Regions from separate parts of the Mus musculus genome. Here regions 1, 2, 3, 4, 5 and 7 are each linked to region 6. The links are chromatin contacts, called in public HiChIP or PLAC-seq and promoter capture Hi-C maps. All regions are on one chromosome and are shown on one strand. The core of a region is the stretch at or near the end of the contact, and the rest is flanking DNA. Distances in the headings are between cores, read along the strand shown. Region 1 holds the start of Pla2g12a (phospholipase A2, group XIIA). Region 2 holds the start of Casp6 (caspase 6). Region 3 holds the start of Gar1 (GAR1 ribonucleoprotein). Region 4 overlaps Mcub (mitochondrial calcium uniporter dominant negative beta subunit). Region 5 holds the start of Ppa2 (pyrophosphatase (inorganic) 2). Region 6 holds the start of Papss1 (3'-phosphoadenosine 5'-phosphosulfate synthase 1). Region 7 holds the start of Sec24b (Sec24 related gene family, member B (S. cerevisiae)).

Evidence for each region. Promoter capture Hi-C pulls out the DNA fragments that hold promoters and counts their contacts. HiChIP or PLAC-seq counts read pairs in DNA pulled down with a chosen protein or histone mark. Capture Hi-C pulls out chosen DNA fragments and counts their contacts.
Region 1: a promoter capture Hi-C map of pre-B cells shows a contact between it and region 6, with 6 times the contacts expected there. The contact joins the promoter of Pla2g12a here to the promoter of Papss1 in region 6. A contact is called at or near these places in 6 of 39 promoter capture datasets (the C10 cell line, embryonic stem cells, hippocampal neurons and 3 more), 2 of 484 Hi-C or Micro-C datasets (B cells and CD4 T cells), 2 of 115 datasets of contacts at active chromatin or transcription factors (astrocytes and thymic regulatory T cells) and 1 of 9 other capture datasets (liver).
Region 2: a contact with region 6 is called in a promoter capture Hi-C map of pre-B cells, with 4 times the contacts expected there. The contact joins the promoter of Casp6 here to the promoter of Papss1 in region 6. A contact is called at or near these places in 5 of 39 promoter capture datasets (embryonic stem cells, hippocampal neurons, liver and 1 more), 2 of 484 Hi-C or Micro-C datasets (B cells and CD4 T cells), 1 of 115 datasets of contacts at active chromatin or transcription factors (thymic regulatory T cells) and 2 of 9 other capture datasets (adipose tissue and liver).
Region 3: a contact with region 6 is called in an H3K27ac HiChIP or PLAC-seq map of thymic regulatory T cells, with 9 times the contacts expected there. The contact joins the promoter of Gar1 here to the promoter of Papss1 in region 6. A contact is called at or near these places in 5 of 39 promoter capture datasets (embryonic stem cells, hippocampal neurons, liver and 1 more), 5 of 484 Hi-C or Micro-C datasets (CD4 T cells, CD8 T cells, pre-megakaryocyte-erythroid progenitors and 1 more), 2 of 115 datasets of contacts at active chromatin or transcription factors (astrocytes and thymic regulatory T cells) and 2 of 9 other capture datasets (adipose tissue and liver).
Region 4: a contact with region 6 is called in a promoter capture Hi-C map of liver, with 2.3 times the contacts expected there. The contact joins the enhancer-like site here to the promoter of Papss1 in region 6. A contact is called at or near these places in 4 of 39 promoter capture datasets (the 3T3-L1 cell line, hippocampal neurons, liver and 1 more) and 1 of 115 datasets of contacts at active chromatin or transcription factors (thymic regulatory T cells).
Region 5: a promoter capture Hi-C map of liver shows a contact between it and region 6, with 2.5 times the contacts expected there. The contact joins the promoter of Ppa2 here to the promoter of Papss1 in region 6. A contact is called at or near these places in 5 of 39 promoter capture datasets (hippocampal neurons, liver, pre-B cells and 1 more).
Region 7: a contact with region 6 is called in a promoter capture Hi-C map of adipose tissue, with 4 times the contacts expected there. The contact joins the promoter of Sec24b here to the promoter of Papss1 in region 6. A contact is called at or near these places in 4 of 39 promoter capture datasets (hippocampal neurons, liver and pre-B cells), 4 of 484 Hi-C or Micro-C datasets (B cells, CD4 T cells, CD8 T cells and 1 more), 1 of 115 datasets of contacts at active chromatin or transcription factors (astrocytes) and 2 of 9 other capture datasets (adipose tissue and liver).

Annotation. Positions count from the first base shown.
Region 1 is chr3:129,876,661-129,880,156 of GRCm38.p6, forward strand. It overlaps Pla2g12a (phospholipase A2, group XIIA), which reads left to right and starts at 1,946. Exons shown (of 4, transcript NM_023196.4): 1 at 1,946-2,275. The coding sequence starts at 2,059.
Region 2 is chr3:129,899,605-129,903,030 of GRCm38.p6, forward strand. It overlaps Casp6 (caspase 6), which reads left to right and starts at 1,811. Exons shown (of 7, transcript NM_009811.4): 1 at 1,811-1,902. It overlaps Gm46825 (a long non-coding RNA gene), which reads right to left and starts at 1,827. Exons shown (of 3, transcript XR_001783989.2): 1 at 1,713-1,827; 2 at 1-516.
Region 3 is chr3:129,830,141-129,833,574 of GRCm38.p6, forward strand. Gar1 (GAR1 ribonucleoprotein) reads right to left here and starts at 1,256. Exons shown (of 7, transcript NM_026578.3): 1 at 978-1,256; 2 at 455-713. The coding sequence starts at 701.
Region 4 is chr3:129,928,865-129,931,987 of GRCm38.p6, forward strand. All of the region lies in intron 3 of Mcub (mitochondrial calcium uniporter dominant negative beta subunit), which reads right to left. Among named protein-coding and RNA genes, the nearest start is that of Gm40151, 17 kb to the right of the region's middle. Within about 2 kb of position 1,782, at least 26 of the 459 cell types and tissues checked have an H3K27ac peak or open chromatin away from gene starts, as enhancers often do. A contact at or near this core is called in liver, where this site is marked.
Region 5 is chr3:133,308,281-133,311,652 of GRCm38.p6, forward strand. Ppa2 (pyrophosphatase (inorganic) 2) reads left to right here and starts at 1,830. Exons shown (of 12, transcript NM_146141.2): 1 at 1,830-2,001. The coding sequence starts at 1,860.
Region 6 is chr3:131,562,918-131,566,158 of GRCm38.p6, forward strand. It overlaps Papss1 (3'-phosphoadenosine 5'-phosphosulfate synthase 1), which reads left to right and starts at 1,851. Exons shown (of 12, transcript NM_011863.2): 1 at 1,851-2,066. The coding sequence starts at 2,007.
Region 7 is chr3:130,058,877-130,062,218 of GRCm38.p6, forward strand. Sec24b (Sec24 related gene family, member B (S. cerevisiae)) reads right to left here and starts at 2,031. Exons shown (of 24, transcript NM_207209.3): 1 at 1,693-2,031. The coding sequence starts at 1,792.

The DNA of each region.
Region 1 (3,496 bases), core at 696-3,195, 1.7 Mb before region 6:
AGGGATGGGTCCTTAGGTTTTCCCATATGTGTTCAGTGCCATGCATTAAAGATTGAGCCTTGATCAGAGAACTTTGTCTTGGCTCGTAATTTCTCTCACTGTCCTTCCCATCCATCCCCAGCTTTCCTTTCAGGAACCCAGGAACCCGTGGCTGCTGGCGGCTACGATGATAACAATGATGATGTGTTTGTAGGTGCACGTAGACGTCTGAGGACAACTTGGGGGAACCCCCTTCTCTCCTTCCACTGCGGGTCTCGGGTACCAAGAGGCTATTAGGCTCATGTAGCAAACGCTGAGCTTTCTCACTGGCTCTTAGCGTTGCTTTTGTCAGAGTACTTTCTCACAGCAACAGGGAAGAAAATGAAGTCACAGATGAGGTTCTCAGGCAGCTTTCCAAAGGCCTTGCAGCTTGAGGGGCCAGCCACACACAGGATGGAGAGCAGCTCCGTGTCCTGGTACCCATAGTGCATCAGAGAAAAGGACAAGCTGGGTGTGGCCTCGTGCCCAAGACTTGAAACCACTGAAGAATTAAAGTTGAAATGGGAGGCAGGGAGGAAGAGGCAGGGGAGGGTGGAGGGCTGACATGAGATATGGAAGACAGGAGATCCCAGACTGTTCCAAGGGAGACTGAAGAAGACAGAAGCCACCTTGGGGAAGGAGAATGCCCCTGGTTCTAGATGGGTCAAGGAAAGAAAATACAGTGTCTGGGGACAAAACTGATGACGACAGGGTACCAGGGAGGGGGATCTGAGTCTGTGGCAATGGTGAGATTTTATTTTAATTATGAGGTGACTGCTGTGGCCATGGATGGCAGATCATAAAGAGAAGTGAGGAACTGAATCCGGTTTAACCAGTCGTGTTATTGCATCCGTGTGCAATAGACGAGAAAAGGTGCCAAAGAATCTGGCATTTGAGAACGTAATCCCCAGAGAGAGACACGCGGCAACCCGTGTCCTCAGAGCACAGGTTATTGTTAAGGTAAAAGACATACATTCAGCAAGATGTAAATGTGTAAAGAAATAGAAAAGAGAGAGGCTTGGCGCCAAGATCCTAGCACTTGAGAGGATAGTGTGTTCAAGGCAAGTTGGAGGGCAGCCTGGGCTACAGGCCAAGACTCTGTCTCAGAAAAATTAACTGAGGGCTGGTCCCAGGTAACCTTACCGCATTTGTCCCGCTTCGGAAGACACACTCCTGCCTCCCTTTCCTCTGCCTAGTCGGTGATTAGCTTTTTCTCTACAGTATTTAGAATTTTAAGGAGGGATAACTGCCAACTTCTCCTTCCTTAGAATTAGAAGCAATGGAGGAAGTGCTCTGGCAGATTGAGCAGAGTTCCATCTTCAACAATCCTCCAGACCATGCTGCGCTGCTAGGACTGCGGCTGATCATAGGGTTCCCACAAGAACCCAGGAGGCAAATCCAGGCTTGGTAGGGTGCAAGGCCAGCCCGTGTTCAAACAGTTTTCTACGCTGGACCCCAGGCCTTGTCCAGTAAAGGCTGGGACTGCGGAGCCCAAGGGAGGCTGTGCTACTGGAGTCGTTCTAAATTATGGTGTCTCGGTAAACAGGAGAGCTTTGTAAAACAAGCAAGCAAACAAACCTCACTAGGAGCTGGGAGGCGGTGGCGCACGCCTTTAATCCCAGCAGGCGGATCTCTTGAGTTCGAGGCCAACCTGGTCTAGGTGAGTTCCAGGACAGCCAGGGCTACACAGAGACCCAGTCTTGAAAAACAATACAAAAAACAAACAAAACAAAACAAAACCAATTCACTGTGGTGTTGAACCAAAGCAATGACTATGTCTAGGGCATTGGCAAGGCGTTTTTAAGACTCCATAGAGGCAGGACCGTAAGCTACGGGAGCGTTCCGGAGACCACGTGGGCAATGAGGCTCCCACGCTCGGGCGCATGCGCACTGTGGGCAGCGGCGCGCGTGCCCGGGCGGGCCCACCGTTCGGCGCAGCTCAGTGACGGGGCGCGAGCTCGCGAGCGCGGAGGAGGCCGGGGGCCTGAGCCGGAGCCGGAGCGCGCGCCGCTGCCCAGCCCCGCCGCGCCGGCCCCGCAGATGGTGACTCCGCGGCCCGCGCCCGCCCGGAGCCCCGCGCTCCTCCTCCTCCTGCTGCTGGCCACTGCGCGTGGGCAGGAACAGGACCAGACCACCGACTGGAGGGCCACCCTCAAGACCATCCGCAACGGCATCCACAAGATAGACACGTACCTCAACGCCGCGCTGGACCTGCTGGGCGGGGAGGACGGGCTCTGCCAGTACAAGTGCAGCGACGGTGAGCCGCGACAAGGGGGCGCGGGGTGGCAGGGGGTTGGAGGCGGGACAGTCCCCGGAGGCTGGGGGGTTGGGGGGAAATGCGAGAATCCGAGCCAGGCAAGTGGATGGGGACGGGTATGAAGCGAGAAAATAAAGGGACTGGTGCCAGGCAGGGGGATGTGTGTGTGTGGAGTGTGGAACAGGTAGATGAACAAGTGTGGAGCAGGTGGATGGGGCACAAGTGGGGGGCTAGAAGATGGAGGGGTACGTGTGGGGCAGGTTGTGGGGCGGGGGACACTTGCGGAGCAGGGGGGCGGGGACAGGGAAGCGGGATGGAAGGACGAGTGCGGGACAGGGGGATTAGGGGAACAGACGCCAGACAGGCATTGACTGCGTCCTCGGGTGTGGAAAGAATGAGCAGCGCTTGGAGCGTGCTGTCCTTGGGATTGAGCAAGCTGGGAACAAATGTGAGAGGTCACCTGAGTGCGCGCTCTGCACTCTGCTCTCCTTTGCATCTGAGCTTCTCGCCCTCTCTCCCCGCCATTGCACAAAGTTGCCTAAGAACTTTCTGATGTACGGGGCGGGGTGGGGGTGGGGGGCGGGAAAGGTGGGAGGGAAGTGGGACAGACTGAGTTTAGCACGTGCGGTCATGCACAGGCGCGCGCACACACATCATGTAATTGGTTCAGCTAAACATAGAAAGCCAAACGACAATTTAAAAGCCATCAGTTGGTGTTAAGTGCCATTTTGTTTGTTTACCTGCAAAGCTAGGTAAAATAAATTGTGGCTTTTGTATAGATTTCTGATGTACTTGGTTTTTGAGGGAGGTATACTGCATTGAAAAAGTTCCCTAACTTCTGGAAAACAATCTAAGACTTGCAGTTTTGTCTTGATTTGATTTTTGAGACAGGGTCTCAGGTAGCCCATGCTGGCATTGAAGTTGGTATGTAGCTGAGACTGACCTTAAACTCCTGTTCCTTGGCCACCCAGGTTTTGGATGACAGACACAAGCCATCTTGTCCGCCTTGTAGCTTTCTTGGGTATCACTGGCCTCTCTTCCTTATTCTCTGTCAATATTAGAGTTTGTCTGCTCATTCCTTTCATTGTTTTTAAACATTCTGTTTGAATCTGAGAACTTGTTTCATGGCAGCGTGAATAGTCATAAAATCAGCACTTAAGGCAGTGATTTGAGTGAGGGTTTTTTGTTGTTTTAGTGTTTTGTTTTATTTTAAAGCATTCT
Region 2 (3,426 bases), core at 561-3,060, 1.7 Mb before region 6:
ACCTCTAACTCCTGCTCTAAGGTCCTTCTTCTCAGGACTCTATGGGCACATGGAAACATGTGCATAAATAACCGTGCAGGTGTGTGTGTGTGGGGTGTGTGTGTGTGTAAGTGAAACAATAAGGAAGGTGTGATTGTGCCTATCTTTAATCCTTGTACTTGGAAGGTGAGGCAGGATAATCACAAGTTCAAGGCCAGTGTGAGTTATATAGGAAGATCATGTATCAAAAGGGGAAAGAAGTAATAACAATGTTTTGAGATAAGAAGGTACTAAAGCATGAAAAGCAGTCCCTTTTATCTGCTCCTTTCAAATTTGTGGAAGGCCAGCCAGTCGAGGATCCTGCTCCTATATAGTGAGATAGAGATGCATTGTCAGGACTCAGATAAATAATGAAAGTCATATCCAAAGCATAGGCAGTCTTGGGAGTCAGACAAGCCATTCAAACCAGGACGGTGGTCGACACCCTGAAGTTCACTCTCTGCTAGGTCTAGGCAGCTGGGCTGGGGATGATGAGACCTAAATAAGTAAAAAAATAAAAATAAAAATAGACCACACTGTTTCCCCAAACAAGAGAACGGAGAGCAACTCCCAGCCATTTTCCCTGAGCTTCCCCCATGAAAGGCACGGTTCTGAGTGCAGGTTTAACTGGTCACCACCACTGGAGGGAAAGCTTGAAATGCCATGTCGTAATGACAGAGAAAATCATTATTAAGACAATTGAATATTACTAAGCCTAACCCTCTTTACTTGCCATCAAGAGGGGCCCAATTAATTTCGGACATGTTTTCGGGGCAAGGAAAAAGGTTTATTCAGTAAGCAAGACACAGCAAGACTTCCACTGTCTTATTTTAATAGAAATGGTGACATTGAGACTAGTGAAGGCCAAAGGCTGTGCAAAGATACCTGCAGATGCCCAAAGCCTGCTGCAGCAGGCATGAGACTACGCATGTGTGAGCCCGCCCTGCCCTGTTAAAGAACCTCCCTTATGTACACACATGCACACACACACACTTCCTACACACATGCACACACACACACTTCCTACACATATACGCATGATTAAGTAGTGTAATAAAAGACTCCTCAGTCAGCTGGTAACACCTTAACATAATTTTTATCATCTATAGTTGCTTGCTTTTAAATGACAAGGTGGCACACAGTAGGCACAATATGACAGGAAAGGCCATGGTCACCATCACCTACAGATAGACTGTCGTTCTTAGAATTTATGCATGCACTGCCAAACTACCCCTACTTTTATAAGCCAGACTTAAACATCCAGGAATTGGTAGAGTGCTAGGCTAGCATGCGAGAGTCCTGGGTGCAGTGGCACAAAGACAGTTATCACAGCACTGAGTGTGGGGGCTGAAGGATCAAGGTCAGGACCTCAGCTACAGGAGACTCAGGGAAGGAAGGAGGGAGGAGAGGGGGTTGGGGGGTGGGAAGAAAGTCCAGGAGTTGCCTCCGTTTTGTTTTGTCTAAAGCCCTGTCCAAACAGCAGCAGCAACAACAACAACAAAAACATGAGGAAAAAAGCCCTCTGACTGTAGAGTAAGCTCTCTACACTAAACTGAGCACTAGATGAAGTGGCGAAGAGCGATTGTCGGGCGGGGACGGCAACACTGAGTTCACCACCCTGGACGTGAAGTTGCCCTACTTGCTCCCCGGGCAGTGCCCTCTTCCCCAACACTTACACATACACATATGCTTACACACAGCCAGGCTCTGTGCAGGAGGAAGACGCAGTGGCGTCCTGGCGTTGCCTGGGTGACAAAGGGCCCAGTTGCTTGGGGAGGCAGAGGCGGATCCTGGGGCGGGGCAGGAGGCGGGGCGGGGCTGGCAGGAAACGGGTGGACGAGCGGAGGCCTCAGGGCTAGGACACCGGTGGGAGCTCGCGGGCAGGTAAGTGCGGACACCCGTGCGTGCGTGGGGCACGGGGCAGAGAAGGGTGGTGGCCTCCGGGGACTGCTAGGACTGACAGAAGTGGGCTTGCGGCGCTGTGCAGTGAAGGACGTAGCAGCGGTATTTTGCTCAGGCTAACCCCGCCGAGCGCTTTTGTCCTCACGTCCGCTGCTTCCCGGCTGTTTAAACTTTAGAGGGCGGCGCTTGCACTGTGTAGTGGAGAACTTGGCTCTGCAAGTTGAATCCTGTTTTTGTTGCTCGCGTCTGTCTGAAAAGTGGGAAGAGGAGGCGGACCAAGGCTTGGGGCACAGGCCTGCGGTAACCGGGCTCAAGACCCCTAACCAAGGCCAGACCTGGGCGAGCACCTCCGCCACAGTGTCTTCTGCAGCCAGCAAACCTGTTGCTGTCTACGCGTTAGCCCCAAATAACTTTTCTCCACACAGTGATAAACTGCTAGTTCTTGCTTCCCTCAGAACAGGCTTCCTGTCGCCTATCAAAACCGACGTCAAGCCTGAAAAATCTTTAAGGTCTATCAGAGACGGCCTTTATTTCAGAACTTCTGTCCTTATTCCAGAGGAAAACTGTAAAAGTCCCCATGGTCCTACCAGGAGTGGTCCTATTGGACACACAGGGTCTAGTGGTCATCTCCAGTTTAGGGATGAGTAGTGAGGGGTGGGAAGCCAGGTTGGGGGAGGGCACCGTGCCGCTCACCCTTTTGTTTGATTCCTTTCCTCTCCTGTTCAGTTCTATGTGTATGTGCCCTTTCCAGAGTATGTTCTAGGGAGGTGAGTTACTTCTTACAGGTTATTAAGTAGATGGTTGACAGGGAATATGGGTAGATTCTCATGAAGGTCACTAGTTTGGAAAGTGACCTTTAGTGGAATGCCTGGTGACATGTAGTACAGACTTTGTAATCCACCAGTGCCGGGCTTTCGGTTCCGACCTTAGGCAGGACTGGCCCTGTTCTGTGTTCTTGAGCTTTGGAAGTAGTAAGATAAAGTATCTACCGTCCCATGCAATCAATTACAGTGGCTGATAGCTTTATCTGGAGGGTACCATAAAGAGAAAAAGAGGTGAGTGATTTTATACAAATTAAACTAAGGAGCTCAGAGGCCATGCTTACTGTAGGGTCGAACAGTAAAGGAGAAGTGAGACATGGCCAAGACTGACGATTAATGCTGTGTACAGTTTTGAGAACCAGAACAGAGGAGACCACACATTTCTAACCCTCCTATAGGCTATCTTAATCTCTGCTACAAAAGAGGCCAAGGCCGGAAAGTCTCAGGTTCAAGGTCAGCGTAGATAACACAGAACAGCTCTTGGGGAAATGCTGTGCCATATACGCTTTGAAGCTGCTTTGCTGTGAGCCAGGCTCTGAAGACTGCGGCAAAAGGAATGTGAATTTGAGGCCAGTCTGGGGTACGTTGCTTTTGAACCCTTGCTAAGGCAAGACTCTCTTGAGAAGCCTGCATCCGTGTTGTGCTGGGTAGTCTTATGTCAACTTGACACAAACTAAAGTCATCT
Region 3 (3,434 bases), core at 6-2,505, 1.7 Mb before region 6:
CCCAGGGAACTATGAATGTGGCCCTACACAAGATAGTACACACACTTATTTACAACATGATTTTGCAGGGTGCAAGGGAATGAGTGTTCAAACTAGGCTGCATGGTTATGGAGTGTGAATTCTGTAGGTATTTTCTGGTAACTGAAAATATGAGCTACGAAAACTAAAAACTTGGCTTTGTGTTTCAACTATATCACTAAGGAATCATACTTAATCCTAAAAAGTGTTCTGCCCTTTAGAAGGAGCCAGGTACTCAATGTTGTCTAAGTCTCATCTTTTCAGTCCCAACTCAAGTTCACCTCCACACTGCATTTCGGTTCTCATGATCAGTCCCTTATACGTGTCAGGGCACTCAAGCGACTTGCCTTTCGGAGTCTTATCAACAAACGCACTAATAACTTAAACCGGATTCTATTCCCAATGCAAAGGAGGTTAAGCTCAGAAGACGACTTACAGACGACACGTTCTGGAGGCCCTTGATCTTGAAATTTATTAAAGCCTCCACGACCGCCCCCTCGTCCAAATCCTCCTCGGCCGCCGCCCCTGAAACTGCCGCCGCCGCCGCCGCCTCCGCCCCTGAAACTGCCGCCGCCGCCTCCGCCGCCCCCTCGGAAGTGGTTGTTGCTGCCGCCGCCACGGTTGAAGCCTCCGCCTCCACCACCGCGATTAAAGCCTCCGCGACCTCCGCCTCGGAAAGACATGCTCTCTCCGGCCTGGCGAAATAGACGGGCCGCTCCTCCCGGTCACCGCGGGTCGATCATTTATCTAAGTCCCCTCCGCCTCGCTCAGGCCACCAAGAAGGGGACAGCAGTAAACGCCGCCCTGCCACTCGCCCACACAGCCAAGTGGCGAGCGCAGAGAGAGCGGTGTCTTCGCCCCAGCCCCACGACCCGTGGCTCGCCACCGCATCCCATGCCTCTCCACCGCATCCCGCCCCGCGGGTGCCCTCACCCTCGCTCGCCCTCCGCCGCACTCACCGCGCCACGTGCGTCTCCAGCCTAGCCCGGCGCGCGCGCGCGGAGGGACACTTCCGGCGCGCTCAAACCTCCTCGGCCACCGTAGCCGTCCAATGTTACCAGACTAGAAATTGGAAGGGCTGGTTTGCAGGAAGGGCCCGTCACTACCGGACGCAGCGGTCCCAACGCCTTACCGAGTAGAGCACACAGCACCGGAAGAGAAACAATAGCGTCCAGCGTGACCCCCCCCCGCCCCCACCTCATCCACGCAAGGGCCACCGCGCTAGAGGTGGCGGAAGTGACGCAAAATCGCAGCGCCCTCCGTACGCGACGTTTCCGGAAGTGTGGCGGCGCGTTGCCCTTGGAAACGGAGTTGTTTGAGTCCTTCCGTGCTAACAGCTGGTGAGGCGTGTCGTCGCTGAAGCGTGCTGGCTGCAGTTGGTGCTACTCGCCGGGCTCTGTCACTTCTTGGGTTGCGAGAAGGTCCCGACCTGACTCTGCTCCACGGAGTGTTGGCCACTCAAGCGGTGCTCAGCCCAGGACGTCGGAACCTGTCACCGCCAACGGAGTTGCCTCTGTGTGTGTGTGTGTCCTGTTATTATTAAATACGAAAGGGTGTGTGTCGAAGTTGCCTGTGTGTCCGTGTTCTGTTATTATTAAATAGGAAAGGGTGTGTGTTTGTGTGTGAGATGACAGAAAGGCAACCATTTTTAAATATGGTCTCAATGTCTTCATCAAGTACGTTTTGAACTCCGAGAGACTATGCACCCATCTATAGATGACACCTCACCTCCCGTCTCCTTAACACTCTCATCTCCGACATCGGTTTCCTTACATCACTAAAACTTCACTCATCACAAAAGAAGTGACCTCTAGTTCTTAAATTTGGTTGACTTCTTTTGTATCTGTATTGTCTGAAACATCTCTTGGCATTTGACAATATCACCTTTTATTTGAAAGAAAGTAGAGACTGATCCGCATATCAGAGGATTATTGTGAATAGATTTTTGAAAGATCTTTGTAAAAGATATAGAAACATTAATAATTCCAGTATGCCAGTTACTCTAAACTGTAAACTTCTTGAAAAAGTACACACCAGTTCCAAATATTTTTAAAAATTGGGCAAATGTACTTTAAATTTAGATGTTATAACCATATATATCCAATTATATATTATATTTATAATATAATATATGTAATATAGAACATACAATTATAAAATACTGAATTATAATATATGTAATAATTACATATGTAATTTTACATGCATACACACCATATATATATATGTATACACACACACACACACACACACACATATAATCAGCACTATCCCTACCTCTATTCTAGGCTTGTGGCAATCTCTAATCAAACCTGATGGGTTTCTGTTGATTCCTGTGAAGTACCTTTGTACTGTCATAGCTGAGTTCAGCCTTTTGACACTGCTACCCTTTTTCATTGCCACTCCAAATCACTCAATATAGTCTAAGAATTCAGATGCTCAAACATCACAACAGGCAACATCTCCCATTCTGGGCCCCAGACTAAATAAATGCTTGTTGACTTAACTTCTTCCGTCTGTGCTGCATTTGATGATATAGTGAATCTAATACCATTGCTGTTTTGTATAGTCTCATACTCAGCTCCCCCATAGCCCTGCACTTTCCCTTAGCAGTGTGTCTAAAGCCGTTTACATGATTAGTAATCAGTATGTGCACTTACCATCCCTCTGCCCCATCAGGCTAGAATTGCTGCCTTGTTTTCTTTGTCTTTGTTAGACTCTTCCTCTCTCCTGAAATAGCTCCATTTTCCATCCACTAGAATAGCCCCATATTCTGACCATGGAGGAATGCTCTAAATAATTTTACTATTTACACAGCCCCTGCATAAAATTTACATACACACATATACATGCATGAATGTACACACTAGAACAATAAACTTTATATCACACAATAGTTGCGAAAGTTTTTTTAACTATGGCAAAATATACATAATATAAATCGTCATTATTCTTAAATTATTCCCTGCTATTAAGTTCATTCACACGGCTGTGCAATACAGTGCCCTTTTGAATAGAGAGTGATGTTTTCACTGTGAACCTATGGGGCTATGGAGATAGCTCAGTGGATAAGAATGCTTGCTATACAAGAAAGAAGGTCAAGGTTAAAATCTCCAGCATGCAAACAGAAGTTGAGCATTGCCCTGGATGCCTGTAACCCAAGTTTATCAAACTTTGAAAGTGAAACTTTCTTAGTTTTTCATATTCCATCATGAAAATTTCACTCTTTGTATTCTATCTCTGTCTTAAGTACTGGGATGAGTTTCTTTCTTTCATTTTCTTTTTAATACTTATCTTTAGTCATGTATAAATCTCTTTTTTTTTTTTTTGCTTTCTTCTATTTGTTCCTAAACTTACCAGTTCTACTCATTGGCTGGAGAGATGACTCAGTGGGTAAGTGTACTTGCTGCTTTTGC
Region 4 (3,123 bases), core at 532-3,031, 1.6 Mb before region 6:
AGTTCCTTCTTAGCATGGAAAAGGAGGTAAAACTACAGGGAGATTGAGTGGCAGAGAGAAAAAGTAGACTTGACTATGTCTAAATTGCATTTATGAGAACAGATAAGGACCAAGAAGAGAATTTAATAGCAATTTCAAATGTCTCAGAGATAAAAAGAAATTGAATTAACGAGCTATTCAAGAGGATAGGGAAAAAAAAGTCAGTCAGTCAACCGCTGTAGGTAAAATTGAAATAGGGACTGGTTAGAATACAAGAAGGGGTTTAAATAAAACAACAGCAACAAGGAATTGTTTTAAGACAAAAACTTTAGGGTCATAAACCACATAGAATCTAAATATAGAATCAATAACTATCAAATGTGGCTTTATCATTAAAAGAAAAATAGCGTCAACTGCGACATCATGACGGAACTTCTCCCTTGCATCCAGACATGACAAAGTATTCCTTGTTAAATCACCCCAAGGGTTAATCCTTTGTACCCCATCCCCCAGATGTTGTCTAAAGACCACAAGGTGTAACTCTCTTGGGACGTCCCTCCTGAGTGTGTACTTCCTAAAACGAAACTTCCTAATCCCCAACCTTGTCTCATCTCTGAATTCTTACCCTGAAGATGAAGGTTCTAGAAACACATGGTAGAGGTCTCTGCCTGGTCTCTGTATCTCTCAGGCCTCCTCACCCTTAACCCACCAGTAATGACGCTAGCATCAGATGTTCATATTCCTGAAGGCTCACTAGCCCTTGACTTAACTCCATTTGGCTCACTACCGGCATCATTCCATGGCACCTCTTCCTCTAGAGCCAATGAAGGTTCAAAGTAAAGTTACACTTTCCAAGTTCTCGTCATGACAGTGCTATTAGCTCTCAGTCTAGCAATATTTCCTAGTTGCTGTCTAGCTTTGCAGCTGGTATTTGTAGAAACTTGTCCCAAGACTTGGTGCTTGTTCAAGCTTACAATTATATTGTCTGATATATATATATGTATATGTATATGTATATGTATATGTATATGTATGTATATGTATATGTATATGTATATGTATATGTATATGTATATGTATATGTATATGTATATGTATATGTATATGTATATGTATATGTATATGTATATGTATATGTATATGTATATGTATATGTATATGTATATACACACACATATATATATGTATACATATATATACACATATATACATATATATACATGTATACACATATACATATAGTAATATATGTTTTATATGTGATATATCACATACACATATATTAATATATTATAAATATATAATGAATATAAATATATATGTTTTATACATGATATATATCACATATACATATATATACACACATATACATATCTTCTGGCCCCCTGAATTTCAGTTTAGGAATGTTTCAGGCACGTGGGGATCATCATGGGAGAAGGAAGTTTCCTGGAAAGTTTTAACCTCAAGGTGCTTTGCACCAAGTCTTACACAGTCTATTTTAAAACCAAAACCCACAAGGCTTTGACGTAGGCCAGGTGTTAAGAAAGCAAACTCACTGTGCGGTACGTGGGAAACCAGTGCTGAGCAGGGAGTGCTCTCTTCTCCAGAACAGCCCACACATAATTCTGTGAAATCTACTCTAGGAAAGTTCTGGAAGTGTGTTTCTTCCTGCCCAGGTGTCTGCTCATATATTCAGCTGAAGCCATCTCAGCTACAGTAACCAGTGTGCCCCAGTAAGGCTGTTCTCACAACAGAGAAGCTGGCTGGCTGCCTCCTAGCTCTACCGTCCCAGGAGGCAGTTAGTCAAGTCTGCAGCTGGGTCTGTGGCTAGAATCTAGCTGTCTGGGCTCCTCCTGTACAATTGGGTAAGACCATGTTCCCAGGAATTGGCAAAAAAAAAAAAAAAAAAAAAAGGGAAAAACGAAAAAGAAAAAAAAAGGGGCAGATGTACGGCAGTTTCAGAACACACTTTTCAAGTGCAAACTAAACACAGGCAAATTCCACCCCTGTCCTATTTGCTTAAGAACAACAAACAAACCATAAAACAAACAAAAACCCAGCAACACAATGATGTTTTTAATCTGATTTCCCAAGTATCATTAAAAAAAATACATTTAGATGACTTCAATAAAGTATTTTTCAACTCAATTTAGAGTCCCATTTCCTTAGAGAAAAGTTTCTGTCTTCCGTGTGCTGTGTTTTCAACGTTATTGAAGTATTTTGAGGAAATGTCAGCCATTTTTAATCCATCAATCTTACCCACTTTTCTTCACTAATGTATGGGATATTTATGTGAAGGCCCTGCTCGTTTTGACCCCATCTGAGGTCTGGGTATGCATCTGTCTGTTGCCAATTCCCAGGACAGGCAGGAAAGCCCAGGGTTACCATTGCTCCTGTGTCTGAGTTACTGAGAAACCCATTGTGGCCACAGGTAGGAAGAAAGCTCACCTCCAGGCCCTTAGAACAACCAAGAGCCCCTTTCAACCTGCTCAACCTCATCTGAGAATTGTTCCTCCTCCAGCCTTTGCTGCTTGACTATGCCCAATGCAAGGCCTCTCACCTGGAGTTCCTCAGAACTGCAAGCCCCTCTCATCTCCTCCAGGTCCCCCCATCTCCTCCAGATCCCCCCATCTCCTCCAGGTCCCCCCATCTCCTCCAGGTCCTCTCATCTCCTCCAGGTCCCCCCATCTCCTCCAGGTCCCCCCATCTCCTCCAGGTCCTCTCATCTCCTCCAGGTCTCCCCATTTCCTCCAGGTCCCCTCATCTCCTCCAGGTTCCCTCATCTCTTCCAGGTCCCCACATCTCCTCCAGGTCCCCTCATTTCCTCCAGGTCCCCACATTTCCTCCAGGTTTCCCCCATCTCCTCCAGGTTTCCCCCATCTCCTCCAGGTCCCCCCATCTCCTCCAGGTTCCCCCATCTCCTCCAGGTCCCCCCCATTTCCTCCAGGTCCCCTCATCTCCTCCAGGTCCCCACCATCTCCTCTAGGTCCCCCATTTCCTCCAGGTCCCCCCATCTCCTCCAGGTCCCCCCATTTCCTCCAGGTCCCCCCATTTCCTCCAGGTCCCCTCATCTCCTCCAGGTCCCCACCATCTCCTCTAGGTCCCCTCATATCCTCCAAGTCCCCCCATATCCTCCAGGTTCCC
Region 5 (3,372 bases), core at 580-3,079, 1.7 Mb after region 6:
CTTTACCCCTGTTTTGTAAAGTCCTAGAATTAAAAATTAAGACACACACTTACTGTCTTAATTTCATCATTACTGTGAAGAGACATTATGACCAAGGCGACTCTTATAAAGGAAAGCATTTAATTGAGAGTAGCTTGCAGTTTTAGAGGTTCAGTCCATTATTACTATGGAAGGAAATATGGCAGCATGCAGGCAGCCATACTAGACAAGCTGAGAGTTCTACATCTTGATTGGAAGGCAGTCAGGAGGAGACTGTGTTCCACACTGGGCGGAGCTTGGATACAGGAGACCTCAAAGCCAGGCCCCCACAGTGATACACTTCCTCCAACAAGACCACACCTCCTAATAGTGCCACTCCCTATGTAATTCAAACACATAAGTCTATGGGGGCCTTACCTATTCAAACCCCCACACTTGCTACATGATAGTGACAGATGTCCACAGAGGAAATTCAGCGAGTTAGGTTCCAAATGTCTACATTTGAAATGGACAACTATTGTTGAATAAATATCTTCAGAAATTTGTATTTTAAAATTAACCAGTAAGCCAACTTTGTTCTCATAACATGTATTGTATATTCGGTTTTGATCCACAGGTATTTCAGTAAATTATAGAAAATGAAAGATGAGATTTTATATGTTCAAAATCAAGCCATTTCTTTTTAATGCCATAAAGTAATATGTTCCTAAATCACATACCCGGAATTTGATGCTAATTTTAAGAATCTAGACTATTAGACAGCCCAGAACCTTGTTTCAGTAGGAATTTCTTTCTCAAATATCCAATATTTGAAGTTTAGGTGAAATTTTAAGCTTTCTTTTTTTAACATAGGCAGAATCATATAAATCAATGAAATAAACGCAGGAAGGAAATGTTTCCATTTTTTATAGGACAACTTAGCTTGCAACTCCGCCTAATCATGTTGACGTGTTACAAAGCCACTAATGTCAAAATTTTTTAGAGACTAGGCTAAGCAATGTCTAAGTGGCTAGTGGCACCTCTAAGAGATCCTTTCTGAAACCTGGGTAAAACCAGTTTGGGTTTTAACTGTCACAATTTAGATGCAGAAAGAACCCAGTAGGTGAGGATGTGAGCCTTGCTCACAGTTGGAGCAGAAACTGGTAGAGGTCCGGAAGACCATTCCAGTGAGGTCTTCCCAATCAACTGGTCTACAGAAAAGGGCAATGGTTGGTTCCTTCCTTAGAACCACAGCTCCCGTTGTTACTGGACCAGACTGCAAAGACTGCTGTTGTAACTAGTTGTGGCCACCGGACCAGACAGAAATACTTGTGAAGTATGCAATTGCAGAGAAGTTAAAAGTTACCTGTACTTGGGTTAAATATTAAAGGGCCTTATGGAGGAAGTGGCGTTTGAGGGAATTACAGATTTAGGATAAATCTGTGTCAGATGTCTTCACAAGGACGCTCGATCATTATACATTATAGTCGTGTGTGTGTGTGTGTGTGTGTGTGTATGTGTGTGCGCGCGCGCGCGCGTGTGTGTACACTCCCTCCTTCCGGCTTGGATGTTCCTTTAGAAATTTCTGGAGGTATGCATGCAACCAAGTGCTACATTAATGTAATCAAAGTCTGACCGCAGACACTGACAGTGTGTGAGTGGGTGCGTGGTGGTGAATTCCTGGGGCTTCTAAGGTCCTTGTCTTGATGGTCTTCGGCCTCTGAGGGCTTGTGGAGCAAAGTGGAGAGGTAGGTGGCCCCAGGAATGCAGAAGAGGGTGGGACTTGATGCCACTTGAGGCCGACCGCGGGGAGGCAGTGCGGGCTCCGGGCGGCAGGGGGCGCCGTCGAGCGGCCGCGCCGGGCCCAGCACCGACCCTGCGGTTCTCGCAGACCGTCCGCCATGCGCGCGCTGCTGCCGCTGCTGAGCGTCGGCCGAGGGTGGCGCGTGGGGGCCGCCGCCCGCCCTCCGCGCCGCGTCATGTCCCTGTACCGCACGGAGGAGCTGGGCCATCCCCGCTCGCAGGACTACCGCCTGTTCTTCAGTAAGTCGTTCGCCCAGCTCCGCGCCGGCCGGCGGAGGGGCCGCGGCGCCGTGCCCTGCCCTGCCTTGCTCTGCCCGGCCGGGTCCGCAGCCCGCGCCCAAGCCCGCTGCGGAGGGGACCGGTCTCGGTGCGCAGGGTGGCGCGGGGCCAACCGCCCTCTGCAGCGACCGCAGCCGGCCCGCGGCGCTGAGCTCCTCCCGCTGACCTCCGCGCCGTGGCCCGCCGCTCGCCCGCGCCGCCTCCTGGGCGCTGCTAAGCCCATCCGCCTCCGTACGGCCGCAGAACTTTGGGGACCGGGGTCTTCACTCCGAAAGCGAGTTTGCCTGCGACCGCGACCTTGCTGTCAGCGCAGGCGTACAGGCAGGGAGGAAGTGGGAGGAGAATGTGAGCCAGGCGCTGGGATAGGCTTGTGTGCACAACGCCATCACGAAACCTTTTGTTTGGTAAGGTTAACTTAAAAACAGCAACAGTCAACTGAGTTTTTAACCTAAAAGTTTGCACCCTGAATGCCATCCACAAGCAGGAGATTGGCCGGCGTTCTGGCGAGAATGTGGTGCCTTTTCTTGCCCTGTACGTTGAGCAAAACCTAGAAAGAGGGCCGTCTGGGCTGCCCTGGGCTGACGCCAAAGACAGAAAAGCTCCTGGCCACTTTCCTTTTTCTTTTCACTCTGTAGGTCTCGTTAACAATCGCGTGAAAATAGCCACGTAGATGGGTTGCTTTCAGGCCTCCTTTACTTAATACCAGGTAGCGGAGCGGTTGCAATGTCAAGGCTTGTGCACACCTCTTAGGAGGTTCCGCCCTGAAGAGGTGAAGCTAAATCTTGTTCCGAGACCCCCATGCTGGATGAGTGTCTTAACTTGCTAAGTATTAGAATTTTTTTCCCCTATAAGATAGGGCTGCAGAAGCGGCTATGTATGTTCAAAGAAGTCACCGGACTTATAGTATAACTTGAAATCATTAATAACTGTACTTTGATTTTTACAGTTACTTTTCTGGAGCTGAAGGTTGAAGATTATTTTGTGATAAAGGAGCAAACCTAGCTTAAACTCTTTTTTTTTTTTTTTTTTTGTATTATTTTGAGACAGGGCCTCACTGGGCAGCCCTGGGCAGCTTGGAACTCACAGTAGTACACCTCCCTCTGTCTCCTGGATTGAACACATGGGGCACTTCGAATGGCAAACTCTTGTCATTGTAATAAATCTTATAATAAATAGTTTCTTCACAATTAGTTTCTGTTTGCTCCTCTACAAGAGACCCTGTCTTGTTTCTTGTTGAGGCGAGATGGATTTAGGTCTTTTAAAAGAGGGTGTGTACACAACCGGATCCTGGGTAGACAACAGTCTCCAAACAAGAGCAACCATAAAAATAAA
Region 6 (3,241 bases), core at 601-3,100:
TTAAATACACTCGGTTGTCCCTTTTATTTTGTAGCTGTCCCTTTAGTCTTCTCATTGTGGCCTTTTTGATGGGCGAACGCTTCAACAGAGTTTAGCTGTAAGGACCAATTTAGTCAATTAGGACTCCCATGGCTCCAGCTGTATCTATGCACTATTTCCCTTGAGCAGGAATGGGGGCTCTCTGAGAAATGGCTGGTTCTGGGTGGCACCCGCCCCCACCACCTTAGTCTGAAACTTAGAATCTTTTAAAAGAAAACAATTATTTTTTTAGGTGCATACAAAAGAATAGGTTTCTTTATGACATTTTCATAAATATATGTGATTGGCCTTTGTCCACATTTTCTTGTTTATCATTGTCCTTATTTTTAGTCTTTTAGTCTCATTCTTGTGACTGCTATAAGCAGAATTTAGAATTGTATTGAAATTCAGTCCTATATACTATTAGATTAAGAATCCCCTAGATAGAGCTAAAGGATGGAACACGCCTTGAATCCCAGCACTCAGGAGTGAGAGGCAGGTGGATCTCCGAGTTTGAGGTCAGCCTGGTTTACAGAGTGAATTTCAGGACAGCCAGGGCTATAAAGAGACATCCTGACTCAAGAACACAAAAACAAACAAACCAGAAAGAAAGAAAGAAAGGAAGAAAGGAAGAAAGAAAGAAAGACAAAACAAGCAAGCAATAAAGACATTTTATATATATGGTGGAGGAATAAGATCTGATTTGCATGTTAGAAGTACCTGTCTGACACTATTGAGAACAGAGAGGTTGGCAGAGGAGTGATACTTGTTGTGTGCGTCTCTCTGTGTGCGTGGTGTGTATGTGTGTGTGTGTGTGGTGTGTGGCGCGTGTATCTGTGCAATGACGACTCCTGTTAGACGTGGAGGAGGGAGATTAATTTGAGACTTTGTCAGTGGAGCAAATAGGAACTGACTTGCTAGCAATAGGCTATGCAAGTAAGCCTCAAGTGTTGATTGATATGTGTGTGTGTGTGTGTGTGTGTGTGTGTGTGTGTGTGTGATCACTGGTCGTCATCAGTAGCGGAGTAAGCAGCTAAATTTTGTGAGACTGTGGATGTTTGCAGTTATGGTTATGGTGAGCTTAAAGTTATGGGGATGAGTGCGAAGGGTTATAACTCCTGGAGAAGGCCTCCCCCTCCCAGCCCCATTCTTTTACGAACTGATCATGGACTATATGTGGTTGGAAATGCCCTTTATAGGTGAGCATTCCGCCTTGCGTACCAGGGAACCTGGATTTTAGTCCTCTATGAGTAGCAAGTACTAGAGAAGCCCCTTTGTGGCTAGTCAGCGGCAACAAACACTGCATAGAAATTTCCTGATAGAAAGCGGCTCTCCAAGTGGGAAAGGCGTCACCTTACAAATACTTTCTAATCCTTGATGAGATACAGTTGATGTCAAAAAAACATTGTGCACTGAGTAGGATTGCAAAGCGGTGAGCAACATGTAATGGTGAATTCACTTAAGTAATCCTACTTTTTGCAGGGCTGGGAAACATTTTTTCAAAGTCGGCCTAGTTGACAAGCGCACACATCGAGCCTGTGCAGTGTTTGCGGAAGAAAAGCTAGAGAGCAGCAGGAGCCCACGTCAGCTTCTTCCCCTACCAGCCTCAGCTCTAGGGAGCGTCTCCCACGCCCAGCTCTGCAGGCGTCGCTCCGCCTCGCTCACTGCGCATGCTCAGCATCTGAAGGCTCTCTTCAACAAACCCTCAGACCACGCCCCTCGTCCTGGGTCAAGGCGGAGCTTCAAGCGCCCCTCCTGGTGATTGGATGTTGAGGTCTCGACCCCGCGCCTCCGCTTCGCCCCGCCCTCCACGCTGCTCGGATGCCTAGCTCCAGCCGAGGCGATCACTAGCTGGAGCGCACGTCAGCGCGCGCCTGAGCCCGGGGTGCAGGCCCCGCCCCTTCTCCCTGCTCCGCCCCGCCCCTCGGCCTCTCTCCCACTGCTCGGCCCCGGGGCTCTCAGCAGCAGTGCATCCGCGCTCCGCGGCCATGGAGATTCCTGGGAGTCTGTGCAAGAAAGTCAAGCTGAGCAATAACGCGCAGAACTGGGTGAGTGGTGGCCGCAGGCCGGAGCGCGGGGAGCGTGGGTGGCTGTGGGAACCGCGGGCTGCCCGTGCATCCTGCGGGAGCCGGGGGCGGGGACCCGGGCGGCGGCGGCCGGTGAAGGCGAGTCCAGGCCCGGAGCTGTCCCCTAGGCTGGCGAGGCGGAGGGCTGCGGCGGAGGCAGACGGAGGCGCCTCTGCACGTTCCGGGTGTGCTTGGCCCAGGTTTGGGTCGGTCTCCGAGTCTTTACGTTTCTGAGTTGCAGTGTACTGAGAGAATAACAATGTGGTCATTCATGGATCGGGACTGCAGGACTGAGGTTCTTTGTGTCTCTGTTTTAAATTGGAATGTCGGACACAGACATACTTTTAAAGACTCGATTTCTGGTGACAGTTAGGTGTGGGAAGATTAATAGTTTCTAACATTGAACAGCGAGTGCCAGTTGGCTTCATTGGCCAAGTGCTATGGCTTCAGAGGGTCGTTTACTTCTGTAGTTTATTCATTGGTGGTGGCAGCTAAGATGGTAAGCGCGAAGCTGGAGACCATCCAACTTTGGAGGCTGCAAAGGCCCTGCTTCAGCGTTAGATGGATTTTTTTTTTCTTTTATTCCGCAGGTAACAGGATCATGAAGTTTAATTTAATCTTGTAAATCATCACCTGCCCTTGGTGAGTCAGGAGAAAGTTAAAAAAAAAAACGCTGTTTCAGGCTAGTGTTCTTTTGAAGTCATTGATTTGCCACGTCTGCTGTCAGATTCAAGAATTCTCACTGTCTTCTTTCATCCTTTACCTTAACTTCTTAGAAGGTGAGAGGGATGTGAGATAAAAGGGAGATTAGGAGGTTGGAAGGGACAGACTCCTGGCGTGGGCTCCAGTCCCCCGCCTTGCTGTTTGTAAGTTGGGTGATCTTGAGGACAGTCACTCCACTCTGAATCTCAGGTGACTGGAGGGTGTAACAGTGTGTCCTTCTCAGGATTGTCTTTCTGAGTAGAGAAGATAACGAAGGTGAAAGAGCAACGAAACCATTGCTCTGAAACTCCGATTCAGCATCACTATTGTTGCTAACAGGATTTTACGGATAGGGAGGTAAGTTGACTAAATTGGAGTATTTCAAAGAAGTTTCAGTAATACTGTCTGTCTATAAGTCATTTATTTAAAGATCATTTTGTTATTTTTTGAGTCTG
Region 7 (3,342 bases), core at 781-3,280, 1.5 Mb before region 6:
CTAACTTTGAATATCGACCTGGTAGCCAAGCAACAGATGTTAGACGACAATTCAGATGTTGTTATGAAGAGTAAGAATAAACAGAAACCAAGTATCATTCCCACTGGGCATCAAGACATGGATTTATTCCTACAACCACGTGGCTGAGTAAATGTCCTGGCACCTCTGTGTCATCTAAAAAATAAAAATGACACTTGACAATCAAGGACACCGTCCCTGAAACTGTTAAACATTGATTTACAATGTTAACAAACAAAACAAAGCCTAGTTAGCAGTTCCTAGAAGCCTACCTAAGTTGGATTTCCAAAACCTACAAGGTAGAAAGAACCAACTCTCAGAAGTTATCCTCTGAACTCTATGTGCAAGGAGGGGCACAGTCATTTATACCCAGGCACACATAATAGACAAAGCTGCTCACAAACCATGTTTTCACCTGGACAAGTGTGATACAAATGACACCGTTCACCTTCAAAAGCTCTTGATACTAAACAACAACTATAAGAAGCATGAAATATTGATAAGTAAGACCAACCTAGGGATCTTAAGACTAAACCATCATTTTTTTTTAATTGTGAATAAAAAATTCCACCTGATTCTTGGGGTGTTTCGTGTTTGAAAAGCATTACTGATTTTCCAAACTTTGGCTGTAAATTTGATTAGCACGCTGTGTAAACTAGGCCAATGATTTGATGAGTATTGAGTAGTTTTGTTTTTTGACACAGGGCAGAGGGATTTTCTTCGCTTTACTTTGGGAGGGTCTCATTAGACACACTCAACTCTCTAAGGAGGGCCCCTCCCCTACTTAGGAACATTCCAGATATCCAGAGCAGGGGCCAGGCACGCTAGGGTAAGATCATTTCTCAGCAATAACTCCTGCATGCTCGGAGCCTATAACCTCTGTATGAAAGCCACAGTCGTGTTTCCCTACGCAGGCCTTGCATCAAAACAGGGCCAAGCAACTCTGGCACGTTTTCCTAGACTTGAAAGTGAAGCTGGAGATGGGGGACTCTAAAGGTGTTCGCTTAGTTGACACCTGCTACCCCGGGAACACTACACTACTACAAGCGAACTCCAAAGGCTTGAGCAGCAACCGCAGCGGCAAACCACAACAGATCCGAGGCCGAAGTGGGTCGGGGTTACAGTTACACTTCTGCAGCACATTTACATCCTTCTGCCTACAAACTTGAGTGCAAACTAAGTTCCCTTCCAGGCGGCGTGCTCGCTGGGCCTTAAAAAAAAAAAAATCAAAGCTACGTTCCTGGGGCCCGGAAGGATGCGATCCACCAGGTACCAAGGTTGCTCCCAGCCCTCCATAGACCAAGCACTCTGCGGCCCCGGCGTCCTGTGAGCTCTCGGGGCCCAAAGGGTCGCCCGGGGCAACCGGCCGGCGCCCAGGTCGGAGCAGACGGTCGTGCGGGCCGCCGACCCCTCCACTCCGGCCTCGGTCCGCGCGGGAGGGCAGGCCTGGATGGCAGGCGGCCGGCGGCCCCGCCCTGCCGGCCCTTCGGTCGCTCCCCTCGCCGCATCGCGGCCTCCAGGCTCCACCGCGGCCTCGGGGCCCCACCGCGGCCTCCCCGGTCCGGCCCTGCCCTGCCCGCCCCCAGCCACCGCGCAGGCCGCCCGCCCGCCCGCCCGCTCTCCCTCCCTTCCGCCTGCCTAGGCCCCACGCCGCGCCCCGGCCTCCCGCCTCACCGTTCTGCTGCGGCGGTGCCAGGCCGGAGACAGCTCCGCCGAGCTTGGGCGGCATCCGGGCGCCGGCGGCCGGGTGAGGGGACCCGGCGGGGGCCGACATGACGGCGCGGCTGGCGGCGGCGGCTCCTCCGCGGCGGGAGATGGGCGGAGGGAAGGAAGGCGGGGCCGCGGAGGAAGAGGAAGAGGAAGGAACGCGCCCGCGTCACAGGCCGAGTCACTCTCACCGACGACCGCGGCCCGGGCACCCACGCTCGGCCGCGCCACCACCGCACGCGTGCGGACCCCGGCCCAGCCCTCCCGCGCCAGCGCCCCCTGCAGGCCGGAGCTGCGACCACCTCCCCGCACAGGCCAGACTGCGGCTGCGGCGCCGCCGCCGAAGGGAAAGGCGCGGGCCACGGTGGCCGCCGCTACCCGGATGGAGCCTGCGCCCTGCAGTGCTGCAGAGCGGTGCAAAGCTGCGGGCTGAGGTCCCGAGTCCTGGGTCACGCCAGTCCCAGCCCACCCACGTACCCATCCTCGGAAGAGGAAGCCTGGCTTTGGATTTGTTATTTATTCTTGTACAACGCCACCCCCCCCCACTCCAACTTAATTCCAAATTAACAGCGCAATCAAGCTAAATGTTGATTGAAAATGTGTAATTCCCAAGCAGAGAGAAAACATTTCTCTATGACAGATTCCCCATAACAGTGGCAGTAAAGCCAGAACTTTGACCAGTGGCTTTAAACGCTAGGAGAAAGATGAATGCCTAATACTAGGAGAGCTTGAAGACGAACTTTATATTCCCCCCACCCACCAAGGGTTGGCTCCGCCCGCCCGTTGGTGTTTAGGAGAGCTGTGGCATCCAGAAGACAGGTCAGCTTGCTTTGACTACCTTAGTGAAGTCTTAGAAGCAATCTCCCTGGTCCGTTCAGCATGCTGACTGGCAAGTAAAGACTACTTTATCCAAGTCATTTGGGCATCTTGGTCCCAACTAGGTCACGGTCACACAGTGGTGGGTGTGCAACTGCTCAAAAACGTTCGGATTCAGAATGTGATCTAGTAAGATGGCATTTCCGGAGCGCTGGAATCCTATTTACTGGAAGGTTATGCCAACCTCAAAGGTTCGTAGTTCTAGAACACAAAGCCTTCCTTAAATAGTTGCCGTGAGTTAATGACGGATGCCCTATCGAACCGCACTAAAAATAAACTTTGGAGTTCTGAGATTTCCAGCCACATTATGCTCTGTATTCATGTGTATTGTGGCTTTGTTCGCAGCAGCTCAGCCTCCCTGAGCTAGAGATCACACCCCCACTTCATCAAGGAGGTCACAGTTCAAGCCCTTGCCAGGAGTCCTTTGAATTTACTAAAATTAAGGGTGACACCATGTGAGTAAGGGAAGAATAGGCGATTGGCTTTCTGCCTCTGCAATGTGTTCTTGATGTTAGCTGATTTCAATCAGGTGTATGGATATGTTATTTCTTCAGGGAAGATTCCTCACACAGACTGAGATATTACACTTCCATAGATCTCCATAATGTAATGGCTCCAAAATTATTTACTTCCGTTGGTCGGTTGTGTTGGGCCTAAAGGAAACTTCCGTACCCCAAATTCCAAATGGCAATCCAAACATCAGCCTGGACTATAGGAGGGTTTCTGGCAGTTAGATAAAAG